2 separate regions of the Columba livia genome follow, and region 2 is linked to region 1. A link is a contact called in public Hi-C data. All regions are on one chromosome and are shown on one strand. Each heading gives the region's core, a stretch centred on a gene start, on an enhancer-like site or on the middle of the called end of the contact. The rest is flanking DNA. Distances are from core to core; before and after follow the strand shown. Region 1 has its middle 23 kb from the start of NOBOX. Region 2 holds the start of CD9 (CD9 molecule).

Region 1 (7,027 bases), core at 2,540-5,039:
CCCTGTAGAAACTGCACATGACACAACATCTAAACGTGCCAGATGATGCAAAAACATTTTGCTGTGCAGCAGCTTAGGGAGCAGGTTTTTCTTATGCCTACTCCTTCATTGCTGTCCTGGTGTTGCAATATGCAGAACAGTTTGATGCTCAGCAAGATGCATGACTTTGTAGCTCAGCAGTTGTGGCACTTCTGGGAGCTGGGAGAAGAGAGACAGCAGGTCAAAGAGCACTTGTGCACTTTACAGAATGACCTCCTTTATAATGAAATTTTTAGCACAGCTGGGCCTCCACATCCCCAGGATGTTACAGGGAGGGTTATCAGAGAATCATAAAATAGTTTGGGTTGAAAGGGACCTTCAAGGTTATCTTGTCCAACCTCATTGCAATGATCAGGGACATCTTCAACTAGATCAGGTTGCTCAGAGCTCTGTCCATCCTGGCCTTCAATGTTTCCAGGGATGGGGTATCTACCACCCCTCTGGGCAACTGTGCCTGTGTTTTACCACTCTCATTGTAATAAATTTCTTCGTCATGTCTCACCTGAATCTCCCTTCTTTTAGTTTAAAACCGTCATCCCTTGTCCTATTGTAACAGGCCTTGCTAAAAAGTCTGTTCCCATCTTTCTTATAGGCCCCTTTTCAGTACTGAAAGGCTGCAATAAGCTCTTCTTGGAGCCTTCTCTTCTCCAGGCTGAACAACCCCAACTCTCTCAGGCTGACCTCAGAGCAGAGCTGTTCCAGCCCTCTCATCATTTTTATGGCCTCCTCTGGACCCTCTCCAACAGGTCCATATCCTTCCTATACTGAGGGCTCCAGAGCTGGATGCAGTGCTCCAGGTAAGGTCTTACCAGAGCGGAGCAGGGGAGCAGAATCACCTCCCTTGACCTGCTGGCCACACTCCTTTTGATGCAGCCCAAGATACTGGGATCTTTTTGATTTTCCTTGTTTTGTTTCAACAGAAACATGAACAGTGCCAGAGTAGCCAGTGACCTCTATCTTTGTGCAGCCGTCAAAGCTGCCAGGCAGTGGCGGAGCTGAAGTCATTCTCCAAAATCCTGGGAGAGGGTCCTAACCACTGTAACCCTAAGTGGATGAGTAGGAGCCACGTTCTCCTTCCACTCCCATTCCCCTTTCTGACATCATTTTAAAATAAAGCATTAAGTTTGCTAGAAGCAGCACAGAAATCTTCCCCCAGATGTCCTGTGCTGTGACCTGGAGCAGGATGATGGCAGCACAGAGAACAAGGTGAAACTTGCATCAGGGGAAACGAAAATGAGGGTTTGGGCTAGGAAAGTAAGGACAGGGAGAAAAGCTAGTGATTGAGTGCTAGAAAGGGTTAGTGCTAGAAACAGAGTGCGGAAGACAAATGCAGATCATAGTTACATAAATGAAAATGACAAGTAACAATGATGAGTTGTGAGGAATGACAGGAACAGGTAATATCTGGGAGAAAAATGTGGTGGCCTGAGTATACAGGATATCAGACTACAAGATACAAAGGGCTCTTCTAGCTTGAAACTCTGATTTCCTCATTTAAGCTAAACAGCCAGCTGATAGACCCTTTCATAATGTCAGAGACTCCAGCTTTCTGACGGTCATTATGTGGCAGTACAACCCCGCAACATGATGTCTACATTCTGCTGTTTATTTAATAACAACAACAACCAGCAAAAAACAACAACAACCAAGAGCAGAGAATAGATTACATGAAGACTGCAATTTCAGGTGATGCCAGTATGAAGAATGCGGAGGAAACCTCTAATTCATGTACACATGAATTGTGATACAGATCTACAAGATCTGTATTTCCCTTTTGGCAGGAGATTGGAGGTGCTAATGAACAAATCAAGGAAGAGAAAGAAAAGTCTTGTGATGAAAAGAGACTAATGTTGTCCTGTTTCAGTCCCAAAGTGATGTGGGGCAAGTCACACAGTTGGGCTCTTACTGTATTCCTCACTTTCTGAGTGTACTAGGTAAAGTGTTTTTAGATTTGCTGGGTTGCTGGGCTCACATGACAGCAGTTGAAGTCTACAAGTGTCATGGACTGCAAAACATCACACCTCCTGAAGAATTATGGCTCTATTGTCTCAGTCCATTGCCAGCACCTATTTCTGAATTTAAACATTTTTGGAAATTATTAACAACTAAGTGAGGAATTAAGGTTACATGGAGTAAATATGGCCTCAGTCACACACTGGCTGAAAAGACTAAATAATCCAAATTGCTGTCTACCTACTCACTGGCTGAGACAGAAGCCATAAGATAAAAATAGTCTTTTATTACAAGATCACATATGCATAAGCACAAAAGAGAATGAATAAAAGTTACACCTTCATAGCAGAGTTTCCTAATTTCTGAATGCTCAGCTCTATTAAGTGAAATAATTTTCTACATTTTTGAGGTGAAACATTTACGATCTTTAAATTACTGTTCTACCACTTAAAAAGTGACTATGCAAGGCCCTTATACTACTGCCTGTCACTGGCAGCACATCAGCTACACTCTGTGTAAAGTCTCTAAGTCAGGTTTTGTTTTCTGCCTGCCAGTTCTGTTTCAAGCAGGATATTTTCCATTTTGTATGTAATTGCCACTAAAAAAACCCCAGCAAATTCCATGCATGCCTCTGCACCCTCTCCAGATAGCAGCTCCTTTTCATGTGAGTGAAACTATGTTGTGGCTAATTTTGTGCAAATACCTTTGAGGGCAAAAGGTGCTCCTGAACCAGAAACTTAATTTATTTTGTGATGTGTGGGCTCAGAGCGCCTTGCTCATTTTCCCCTGGCTAAGCTGAGCTTTTCAGATCCAATAGGTTAAGCAGAAAAAACTCTTACTTTAGTATTTTACTGGGCAGCATCACATTTATGCAGTCACTTTTCGGAGCAGAACAGGGAGTTCCCTCTCCTCCTCCTCTTTTATTTTCTGTGCTTACAGTCCCTCAGTTTGGGCAGGGCAAAGAGGGAGGGTGTTGGTCTAGACTGTGTCCAGCACATTTATTTACCAAGAGCTTTGCCCATGGGAGGAGACTTGCCCATCAGACTGGAAGTTGCTGAGGCTCCAGGGCAAATGCTCCTAAAAACAACTTTTACTAAAGCGAAGCCTGCAGAATAGGCCATCACTGAAATCGGCCAAAAGGATACTTTAAATACCTGTAGGACTCGGTGACCTTCCTCCATGCTGATGGGAGGCATCTCTATTCTCCTAGTTTTCACAGATGTGATCACTTTCCTCTAGAAACATCGGTGACACTGCTGGAAACTCTCTACTTTAAAATAGCCAAGCATCCTCTCGCAGAGGAGCAATGCTGTGTTATCTCCTGAGGAGCCCTCACCCATACCTCCAGACCTCCTGCCCCATCCACCCAACCAGGTGGGCTCAGGCTTGGGGCAGAAACTCTTTAATTTCACAAGAAATTAAGTCAGAGAGGAATTAAGACCACTTCTCACTGCACTCTTAATTTGGAGCCACTTTGACCAACCGAGTGCTGTGACGGCATGCAGCTGGGCTGGCACAGCAGGTGCTGACAGTCCAAACACAACGGGGGGTTCCCACTGGGCTCCCCCCCTGCCCACAAAGCCTCCTGCTTCTGTTGGACCAGGGCTTCCCTCCTGCTGCCTGCCTGTGCCTTTTCCATGTCTGATCCCACTTCACCCTTGCTTTTCCACCTTTGTTCAGTTGCTTTGTAGCTGCGGTAGAGATGCATACTCCTGCAAGTATTACTCATGCTTCCCCCTGTACAGAGGCTGTCCTTTGGGAGCAGCATGGCACCACAGGGTGAGGCTCCCCTATAGGGAGCCAGGGAGATGGGGATTCCCTTTCCATTTCCTCTCTTTGTGTAGGCAAAGTCAAAACAGCATTTAAAATCCATGGAATGACTCAATAAAGCACTTCTGGCAGGGTGGGAAGCCTAGTTTGGAGGAAAAAAAAAAGGGGGGGGGAGAAAAAAAAAGGCAATGCCTTTTGCTTTATGATACATTGGCTGCTATTTAGTCATCTGTATACAAAGGGCTTTTCTTCCTGAGCCATTAACGAAATGAATCAGCAGAGAGCGTGCCTCCAGATGCATCGGGCAGGGTTTCGCCAGAGTCACATCTCGCCTGTACTCCGAGGCTGGGAGGGCTTGTGTTCTTCTGCCACTGTGGCAGCATTACACAAACAGGAAGGTGCTTTTCAAAATGGAAGGTTGATGTAAAAATAAACCATTACTCTTCTGCAGAGAACAGCAAACAGAAATTATGGGAAATGAATTATGGGACAGCCTTTTTTGTTGCAAACAGAGCGAGTGTAAACAACCCAGGCAGCGAAACAGGCTGCCACCCTGTGTGGGATGGTGGGTAGCAGCAGCCTGCAGCTTTTCACACACAGCTCACATTTGTGCAGTCCTAGGGCTGTGGCAGTGACTATGCAAACTTTTGGCTTTCACGGAGTATTTTTGCTGTACTGAACATCTCTCATCAGCTGCGGAAGGTGGAGCTGGTGGGTGTTGGGGCACGGCCCATCATGACAGCCTTGTGAGCTCCCCATAGATGTGCTCCAGCCACCCCCCCACCCCCATGCAGGAGCACAGAGCCTGGACTTGGGATGGGGACCCCTTCTCACTACAGGTCTCCGAGTAACCTTTATTTTGATTCCTTCTTCCCTCATAGAGGCTCAGATTTAACCAGTACCCAGAAGCCACTGGCTTACAAGAAGGGCTACTGCAGTTTCAGTACAGTTTTGGGCAGATTGAAGTGCTCCTCAGCAAAATGGAAAGATGAGCTCAGAGGACTGGTGTGCAATGCCTCAGCATGCCCACCCCAGCATGAAAATCCAAAAGAGATTAAAAGTGGTGGCTGGAAGCCTCCTGTTTCCCCCTTACCCTTCTATCAGCACAGGCTACCATGAGGCAACCGGGTAACCCAAAGCTCACATTTGCTCTTGAAATGAAAGCTGCAGGGGCACAGCCTGAGGAGATGCTAGGCAGTGGTGGAGCCAGCAGCAGGATGTTGTCTGGACACAAACTCATTTATAAAGAACCAGATTTGTCTGCAGGCTCAGAATTCCCATCACCACCTAAACAGGATCATGCGAAGTGCCCTTTTACGTGTTTTTCCTCCCCCTCTTTCTTACTATTCTCTCCCCTTGGTGCTCTCCTTTTTCTCTGACCTTCTCCCACCAAGGTTTCTGCACTCCTCAGAGATTACAGGAGCTCAAAACAAAAGGCTGTCACCTCCCCCCGATCCCCATGTATCACAGCATTTTGATTTTATGACATCTTCTGGAGCTGCATGTGGCACAAGGAAGAGCCTGGGCACTGATGGAGGGTGACCAGCCTCAGCCCAAGCCCCCACAAAGGCAGGTGGGACCCCACATGGGAACACACAAGGCTGCCCAACCCAATGAGGTGTATCAGGATGTAACCTGCTGCCACTTCTCTGAGGCACTTCTTGTTGTGGCATACCCAGAGGAAGGTGGGGGGAAAGAAAAAATAAAAATAAAATAAATGTTAAAATAGTTGTAATAAAAAAATATATTTAAAAACAGACACAAACAAACAACAAGACTGCTTCTCCTCAACCCAGCCTCTCAGGGAAGCTGCCATATGATTTTTCTGTTGAAGGGAATGAAGAAGGCAAGGATGAAATCACCTTCCCATAAAGAAACGGAGACTGGTTTCCCCCCACCCAACACTACACAGGTGCTTCTGCTTGAGCCCTCCTGCTGTAGCACAGAGCACAGGAAGAGCTGGGCTCCCTCTCTGCCCCAGGACCAGAAAGCAAGGTGGACTCCAGAGATAAACTTTGCTGGTAAAACTGGACACAGCTTTCTCTCTTGTTTGCATTTGCTTGAAATTCCTGAAAAGAAACAGAAGGAAGAACTTTGCCCCCTTGTTGTAGGTGCTGTAGAAAAATCTCTCATAAGCACAGAGGCACAAGAAGTATCCCAAGAGAGTGGCATATAAACCTACGTACAACTGGAACTTTTAAGCTTCTGGCTATCTACAGCTGCCTTGCTATAAAATCAAACACTTTTCTGCAGTTTGTTTCTCCAGCAACAACTCTTATCAGGCTGCTGTCACATCCCTGTTCTCTGTGAAGCTGTTGGTTTAATGTTCAATATTTACCAACACTCCTCTGGTGGGATCACACAGACACGGGCATGTGAGGCACTAAAGAAGAGTAAGCAATGTGTCTGGGAGTCCCTCAGTGTTGGTTTTGATGACTTAATGCTGTGCATCTCATGCTTTGCAGTCTCATCTGGCAGACTTATCATGAATTCTGAAGGTATGAGTATTATTAAGCTAAACGAGGTATCACAGGTGTTTCATGCTTGTCAGCATTTAGCTAAGAAGATGCACAGCATCATCAGATAATGGATTTGGTTTTGATTCTTTTTTTAATGTGTTGTTCTTGTGCTTAGCACAGCAACATGAAGAAAAATCAATATTTACCATTCAGCAATAGATTATTTTCTCATGCTACTTGTATCAATCTTTTTAATAAGCAATGGAAAAAATATCTTGGGAATTTCAACTGCAAAACTTAATAAATGTTGATATTTCCTAATGTATCTGGCTTTATAGAAACTAAGAAGCCTGTAAGAAAATATTTCTCTTTTTGACTAAAGCAGAACAGTTAGTTCATGAGGTTTTATGTGCTTTCACCCTATAAACCAGGACTTTTTTTCAAGAAATAATGCCTACTTGCTGGCTAAGGCACACAGGAAAAGGTTAATATGCCAAATTTATTTGTTAATACATGAACTATTTAGGCACAGAAGGCTAACAATGTAATTATGTTAAAAATATGCAATATAGAGAATAGATACCTGTATGGGAGTGTGTGCACGTATGTACTGCTCTGCTGAAGAGCCATGTTTTGTAACCAGACAACACCTTACAGTCCCTCTCCTTCTGCAGAAACACACATGCTACAACATTCTCACTTTCATTTCCAGTTTTACAATAGAGGTACTGAATTAGTCCAATAAAAACACACATATCCACAATTTAACTTTCTACCTCATAAAACCTCTTAATTAAGCAAACAAG
Region 2 (7,027 bases), core at 2,521-5,020, 35 kb before region 1:
TTTAAAACAATAACTGATTATAAAAAATGTTTGTCAACATTCCTAAGTTCACGTTGAGATTCTCCAGCTTCTCTCCTGACATTATCTCTGCTAGCATATTGTACACAAAGGTTTTATGCCAAATATTTGCAAGGATATGCCTAAATCTCATCTTCATCAAATCTTGGTTAAAAGTTATGAATTAAAACATAGAAAACAAAGAGGTCTGGTTTCAGGTCTTTACTTCCAGCTACGCTGCCCGTTATAGAGGAAGACCTAATTTCTAGTGAAACCCCACAGAGCTTTTGTGATTCTTCATGGCAGAAAGTAGACAAACTTCCAGGTTTACTCACAGCATAAGGTCTTCCAGAATTTATCTGTTATGGATACCAAACACCAAACACTTTTCCTCCAGGAGTAGAAAAAGGCCAGTGCCTTTGACATAGTGTTATCAGCATGACTGATCCTATGAGTCATTTTTGCAGTAGAATGAAAATCTTGACTCTCCAGCTCCAAGACCAGCCGCTCCCTTGCAGCCTCAGATGCGAAAGCCAGCAAGAATGACCTATATATATACCTCAACTCTCTCCCATGTATCACACCATTCCAAACTATTGCTGCATTTAAAATAGCCAAAGTAAGTACTTGCAAAATTTGCTTGAAAAGGTTAGGCCAGAAGAAGACAAGAATTTATCCTGAAGTTTCATGGATGAACTCAAGGACGGATTTTGAGAGGTAAGAGGAAATAGGAATCCACAAACCCTATGCCAGTGTCATTTGGGTCATCCTAAACTCACAACTCCCTTACAGCAGAGAATCAGTGTGGTTGTACAGTCCCCTCTCTCATCCTATGGCCACTTCCAGCCCAGCACATAGCATACCAAAGTCACCACTTACAAAGAAAAAAAAAATCACTGAAGCTAAAAAGCAAGAAAAACAACCTTCTTTTTTCTTTTCTGACTAGCTTGTACAATCAGAGATGTTATTTCTCTATGAATAAGAAAATTGTTATTATTTTTCTTCTCTAATCCATACTTCTCAAGAAACTGTGTTCATCTCTGTCCTTCACTGGGGAAAGCTTTGTAGTTTATCATTCTGTGGTTTGAATAGTTTATGCCTGGCTGTTTAAGGGAGTTGAAAGAAACATTGTAAACGATCCAAAATTGTTCATGCAAAGAAGGTTAAAGGCATCAAGCTAGTTGACAATAGTCCTTCACATATTCGTAAAGGTAGAAATATGTGGAAAATGGGTTAAGGGGGCTGTGAACCTCAGTACTTCTTCAGTACTTACCAGTGGTTCCTACCGTCCTTTAATACAGTTAGGAGACAAATCCCCCATTTGCTTTGCCTTGCTATATTAATCAAAGGATCAAGGTCCTTTGGATAGCTCAGTCTGAGGGGAAAACACTTCCCAGTGAGAAGCAAACACTTCTCTTCACTATTGGTCCAAACAAAACATTTAGTTTCATGTTAAAATAAAAGAAAATAATTCAGCTTCTCTGTATATGAAAACTAAGTCAGTGTCATGTCTAGATGATTAAAAAGGTAATTTTAAGAGGCTTTTGGTAAACTCAGACATCTTATCAGCAATATCCCAAGTTTGATCTTTGCTGTTGCAGTAGGACAAAATAACTCTTTAACCATCCAGTACAATTTTAATTGTAGATAATAAATATTTTATGCAAAATATTTTGGCCTATTATCCCATGTAAATACAAGGTTTTAAAACAATAAATCATTCTGAAATACTTCTAGAAGGGTCATGAATTTCCATTAGTGATTTCTATTATGCAGAAATCCTGTTGATTACTATCTGTTCCAATAATCAGAAAAGTTCAGGTACGTTCAGAGAGATGCATCTACAAGATCATCAGACTCTCAAAAACTGACACATGAATGTCTTCTCCAGAGCCTTCATATGGAACAAAACAAACAAACAAAAAAAAAACCAACACAAGCAAAAATTCTAAATATTTTCATCCCATGCTCTTGAGAATACTAAAAATGCACCAATGTGTTTCAGTTCTTCATAAATTAATTCCCTGGATGAATGGGGAGAGTTTAATTTTAAGTACAAACTCACAGGAGGTTTTGATCCAAAAAGCCCGTTTCTTGCCTATGATCAAAAGGTTACTGCCCATGAATTTTGATGGAGTTGCTTTAATGTGATGTAAGCATGAAAAGCTAAATAATAAAAAGCTGAAGGGGGCTATCCAAAGTTTTTCTTTAATACTTAGCTTTAGAAACTTAAGAAAAGCTGTATTACTGATATTAATTAACAGGCATACATTCTTAATGGCAAAGATACAAAAAAAAATCCCCAAAAGCCAGATATTAAAATGGGTCCTAGATCACTAGTGAGACACAGGACATTCACTTCTTCGGTTTACAGTTACAACAAGAGTTTAGTCAAGTGCATTTACTAATTTCAGCTTTGCTGGATCTATGTTGTTGTGGCCAGCCTCCATCCTTCCGGTTTCCTTTACTGACATATAAAAAAACAAAATGCATGAGACAGAGTTTACTTTGAGTTAAGCACCATACACCTTCTTCTCTGGAGTCAAGCTCATCCACTACCATCCCATTCAGAGACTCCAAACTAAGAGCAGCAGAAAACTGATGGCATTATTTAATACACCATGGCTCCCCACTCTTCTGTTTTCAGACACTCAGACCATCAGGCCACTTGGATGCTTGGCTATAGCCAGGCATGATTCATGAACAGCAACACAACAGTCTGCCACACTTCCCATACTCTGCTTTTCTGTTTCTACCAGTAGGGCAGCAGCAGCAGAGGCCTCTTGGTTTGGCTAAGCTTTTGTACTCACAATCACCTTGGAATTTTTCCTAACTCTTTATTTTTCTGCCTTGTTTTCTAATGAAAATATATTGATGTTTTGCAACCTGCTCTGGGAAACAGCTGTACAATTCGAAGTCTCCTCCACCATATCAGCTCTGGAATGTGCTCTATCTTATCATTTATTTTGGCAACAGTAACTCCAACATTTTTTTATTTGCATATCAATAAGTCTTTTCTGTTCTGCTCAGGGTTTGTTTGACTCTTGATAACTGCTGAATTTCTAGTCACACTGTATTAAATTAAGGTACAAGCCCTCAGTTTTCATTCTGAGCTAACAGACTCAGAAGTTGCGTGCAGAGCTTTCCATTAAAATCAAAGGGAAATTCTTCACTGAAATTTAACATATTTTCTCTCCCAACTGGGGTGACTTAAGGGCACGTGTACAACCAGTTACCATGGATCAGTTGGCGGGCTGAAACTTATCCAAAACCACCTAATTTTTCCTAAAATGTATGCTTCTACCTTTGTACAGACATATATGAAAGATTAAAGCATTTAAATTGTGCTGTAGATTTATCTTGTACAGGAAAACACTCATTTAAACTAGAGTGATGCATTTCAGTTAAACTAAACCTACGCAAGAGCAGGCACACTATTGCCCCGCACGCAGCTGCAATCTACCCATTTTTTCTGCACGTTACACTGATACAGCGCTGAACTATTTCCCCCGGACGGCAGCTGGGCGCGGCAACGGAGCATCCCCACACCGAGAGCGACGCCCGTGCCCGGGACGCGCGGGGCCGTGGGTGGGAAACCACCTCCAGGGAAACCCCGCCCCGGGCTCCCCCGCATCCCCTGCCCAAGCCCCGGCGGGGGTTTGGGGAGGTGAGGAGGCCGCTCCCGGGGCGGGGCGGGGGCAGGTGCAGGACTGTGGAGAGCGCAGATCATTGGGCGGCCCGGGCGGGGCGCGGTCCGGGGGCGGGGAGGGGGCCGGGCAAGGGGCCGGGCAGCCGCGGGAGGGGGCAGCCCGGGAGAGAAGCAGGAGAGACGGATTTAAGGAGTGGTGTGGGGTAGAGGTGTCCCAGCTGCGACCGTCCCTACCGCCACCATGCCTGTCAAAGGAGGCACCAAGTGCATCAAGTACCTGCTCTTCGGCTTCAACTTCATTTTTTGGGTGAGGGACCCGCGCCCGGCCCCAGGGGATCCCCCGAGATGGAGCCTGGGGCGCAGCAGGGCTGTGCCTCTTCTCTCGCTCCATGCCCGGCGCAACCCTGCGGGGCTGCCCGGGAGGTAGCCATGGGGAGGGCAAAGTACTGGGAGTGGTGGTTTGTTCGGGTTTTTTAGTTGTTTGGTTTAATGCCGGTTTTCGTACTTGTTTTCCACGCCTTCCTCTTCTCCAGGCGAAGGGGGTGAGGGGTGCCTGGCCCTGCTTTCCCACCTTGACTTTCCAGGGGCTTTCCCCTGCCGCTCCCGGGACTTCCCGGGGCGGTCGCTGTACCTGTGTCCGGGCAGGGCGGCGGCAGCGGCGGCGTCTCCGCGCCGCTCTCCCTGTCGCCGGGTGGGGCGCTCCGGGCGGGCGCCTCCTGCCCCGCGGGGCCCGGAGCCGCCTGGTCTCGGCGGGACGGGCGTGTCCCCGGGCCGGTCACAGAGGGGATGCGGCGCCCGGTTACCTGTTGCGGCACTAAATGTGCTGCCTGTCACCTCCCTCTCGGCGGGAGGTGTCTAAGTGAGATACGTACCCATCTTATTACTTTATTTTCTCTCTCTCTCTTTTTTTTTTTTTTTTTGTAGAACTGTGGTTAGAATAAGGCAAACTGCGTGTCCTGCCTGTTAACGTGTGCAGGGGATGTTAGATGTGAAGGTAGTTTTTCCCCTCAGCAGTACATACAGTGCTCCCACAGAAACTTTCCTTGCAGTTTGTACTCCTCAGTAGCTTTTTTTTGGTGCGAAGTCTGTAACGGAGGGTGCTGAGCTGATTCCTCACAAGTTACACTTGTGGTCACTGTTGTCATGTATGTGAACTCAGCTTGGTAGGAGACTCAGCTGAAGCCATGGCTTCTGCCTCAGATCTTCTAGGCAGCATCATGTAAAGAAAAAGCTAATATAGTTTTATCTGTAGGAGCACACCACAAGTGAAAATTGTATCTCCGTTGTGGTTTCTGGCATGGCTATCTCTTGTTTGCCAGGCAGGGTCAGAAAGTGTGGCTTAACTAAGAGGTTATGGCTGCTTCTCAAGGACTTGGGGTATTGACGTCTAAATTTCGCATTGTCCATCTTATGGAAAAGTACACAGAGAATGCAGTACAACTGCTTGTGTGCCTAATGTATAGGTGTGAAGTGTTAGGTTCAAAAATGAGTTTTCTCTTGGCTGTCTGCTACAGTGGAGAAATACATGTGTGACTCCTTTTCACCCTTTGATGTGGAGAAATTATGTTGGAGCTGTGGCAAGAAACCACTTCTGGAGTCGGTTACAGTTTTGCACGTGGGATGACTAGAAGATGCAATAAAGTGCTTGTGATCTTTCAACTTAAAAAATGTGTTTCCATAAGTAAGACAGTGGAACTGGGCTGCAATTGAGGGAAGTTGTGCAAGAGAACTTCACAAAGGCACAGAAAAGCACTTATTGCCACCTGAGACTCACTGGGAGGTTGAGCAGGGGGGTCATATTTGGAGGGTTATTGGTGGTAAGAAGAAAAAGTCTAATGACACACTGGCTGAAACCTCTGGGTCAGTAAAGTGCTAAACTTCTTGTTGAAACAGGAGGAAATAGGCATCATTTGCTTTGTGGTTTCGTATATATATTTCTTAAAGCTACAGACTTTGTACAAACTATTTTATAGTACAAGAATGCTTGTTGTGGGAAAGGCATTGCCTCAAAAATGCTTCTAATGTGAGCACTACCATTTTCCTATCTAGGGCACAGGGCTGAGAATAGGGAGTGGCTTTTCATTTATCTTGGGAGGCATCTGTTGCTTGGGGGTTTCATGGTAAGAAAACTCAGACGCTTTATTTGCACATTTGAGTGCCCAGTAAGCATGGATGCAAGCTTGACCTCTTAATAGAGTGGAGGGGAGGAGAAGTTGGGATTGTATCTCCTGTAGGCTGGTGCTGCTGCCCAGAGGAGCCATGAGGGTGCATCTCTTTGAGTGTGTTTCCCAAGCAATGGCTTTGGTCACCTAAACACAGCAAGGATGTGGGGAAAAGAGGAAGAAGGGCTGAAGGAAGATAAATGCTTCTTTTTGGTGTGTCCTGGCAACTAGCTGGAAGCACTGAGAGGCAGTAAATGCAGTAGCTGGGGTTAGCCAGGGTTAAGTGTGTTTGTAGACCAGCTGGAGGAGTCCTTGGCTCTTGGAGCTTAGCACATATATCTGTGCCCTACCAAAACTGTTGGAGGGGAGTTTGTTATGGTGTTACTGAACTTCGTGTCCTGTGTGGAGGAATAAAGTAGCAATGTCTTGGGCTATTTTAGGCTTTTAGGCTTCAATGCACAGTGTAAAGAGAAGGTGTCTTGGGGTAGGCAGCACTAGAGGACAGGGACAACCCTAGTATGAAAGAAGGCTTTGATATTATTACATCAGAGACATGAGAAATCCATTAAGTATTGGAAATAAATTGAGCAAAAGTGTTGTGCCTGAGTGCAATTTGGATTTTAAACTTTAAGGCACAATGAGTGATTGGCTCTCGGCCTTGGAAACATGTACCCCCCCACAGCCCTCAGTAGGAGGAACAAGCATTTTCTTGCTTCTGAATAGTCTGTGGGTGTGGTGTCCTATTGCCCAAGCGATACTCTGGAATGGTGACAATCATTTAGTTAGATTTAATGCACCTTCTGGAGCAAGAGAAGCTAGGAGGTCCTGTGAAGCTGTGATTAAATTCACACAGTACCTCCTTTTTCTAAAATAAGTTGCCTCAGAAGAACAGGTGAGAAGTTTAAATGGTCTGCAGTAAACCTGCATGTATTTGTAGACTGCATGTTAGGTGGCATCTATTTGCCTCCATTGGAGACTTGAGTGAGGGCAAGAGGAAGCAGTAAGAACAAAACAGCTGGATATAGCAGGCTATTAAAAAAAAAAAATTGACAGACTCTCAAATAGTTGAAGCTGTGTCCAAAGGAAAATGATATAGGTTCATAAATGCTGGTGGATTAAATACAAAGATATAATAAGGCCAGTCAAAAGAGAACTTTAGGTGTAACTTGCAAAAGCAAACCCAGGTAACACATTACTCTTCGTTACATCATTACCAGTG

What was found. Hi-C and Micro-C count contacts between places; a contact is called where the count stands out from the background.
Region 2: a contact with region 1 is called in a Hi-C map of liver, with 2.1 times the contacts expected there. The contact joins the promoter of CD9 here to the enhancer-like site in region 1. A contact is called at or near these places in 2 of 2 Hi-C or Micro-C datasets (crop and liver).

Annotation. Positions count from the first base shown.
Region 1 is chr1:142,562,118-142,569,144 of bColLiv1.pat.W.v2, reverse strand. No RefSeq gene overlaps it. Among named protein-coding and RNA genes, the nearest start is that of NOBOX, 23 kb to the right of the region's middle. Within about 2 kb of position 3,789, at least 3 of the 3 cell types and tissues checked have an H3K27ac peak away from gene starts, as active enhancers do.
Region 2 is chr1:142,596,810-142,603,836 of bColLiv1.pat.W.v2, reverse strand. CD9 (CD9 molecule) reads left to right here and starts at 3,770. Exons shown (of 8, transcript XM_065034302.1): 1 at 3,770-3,953. The coding sequence starts at 3,888.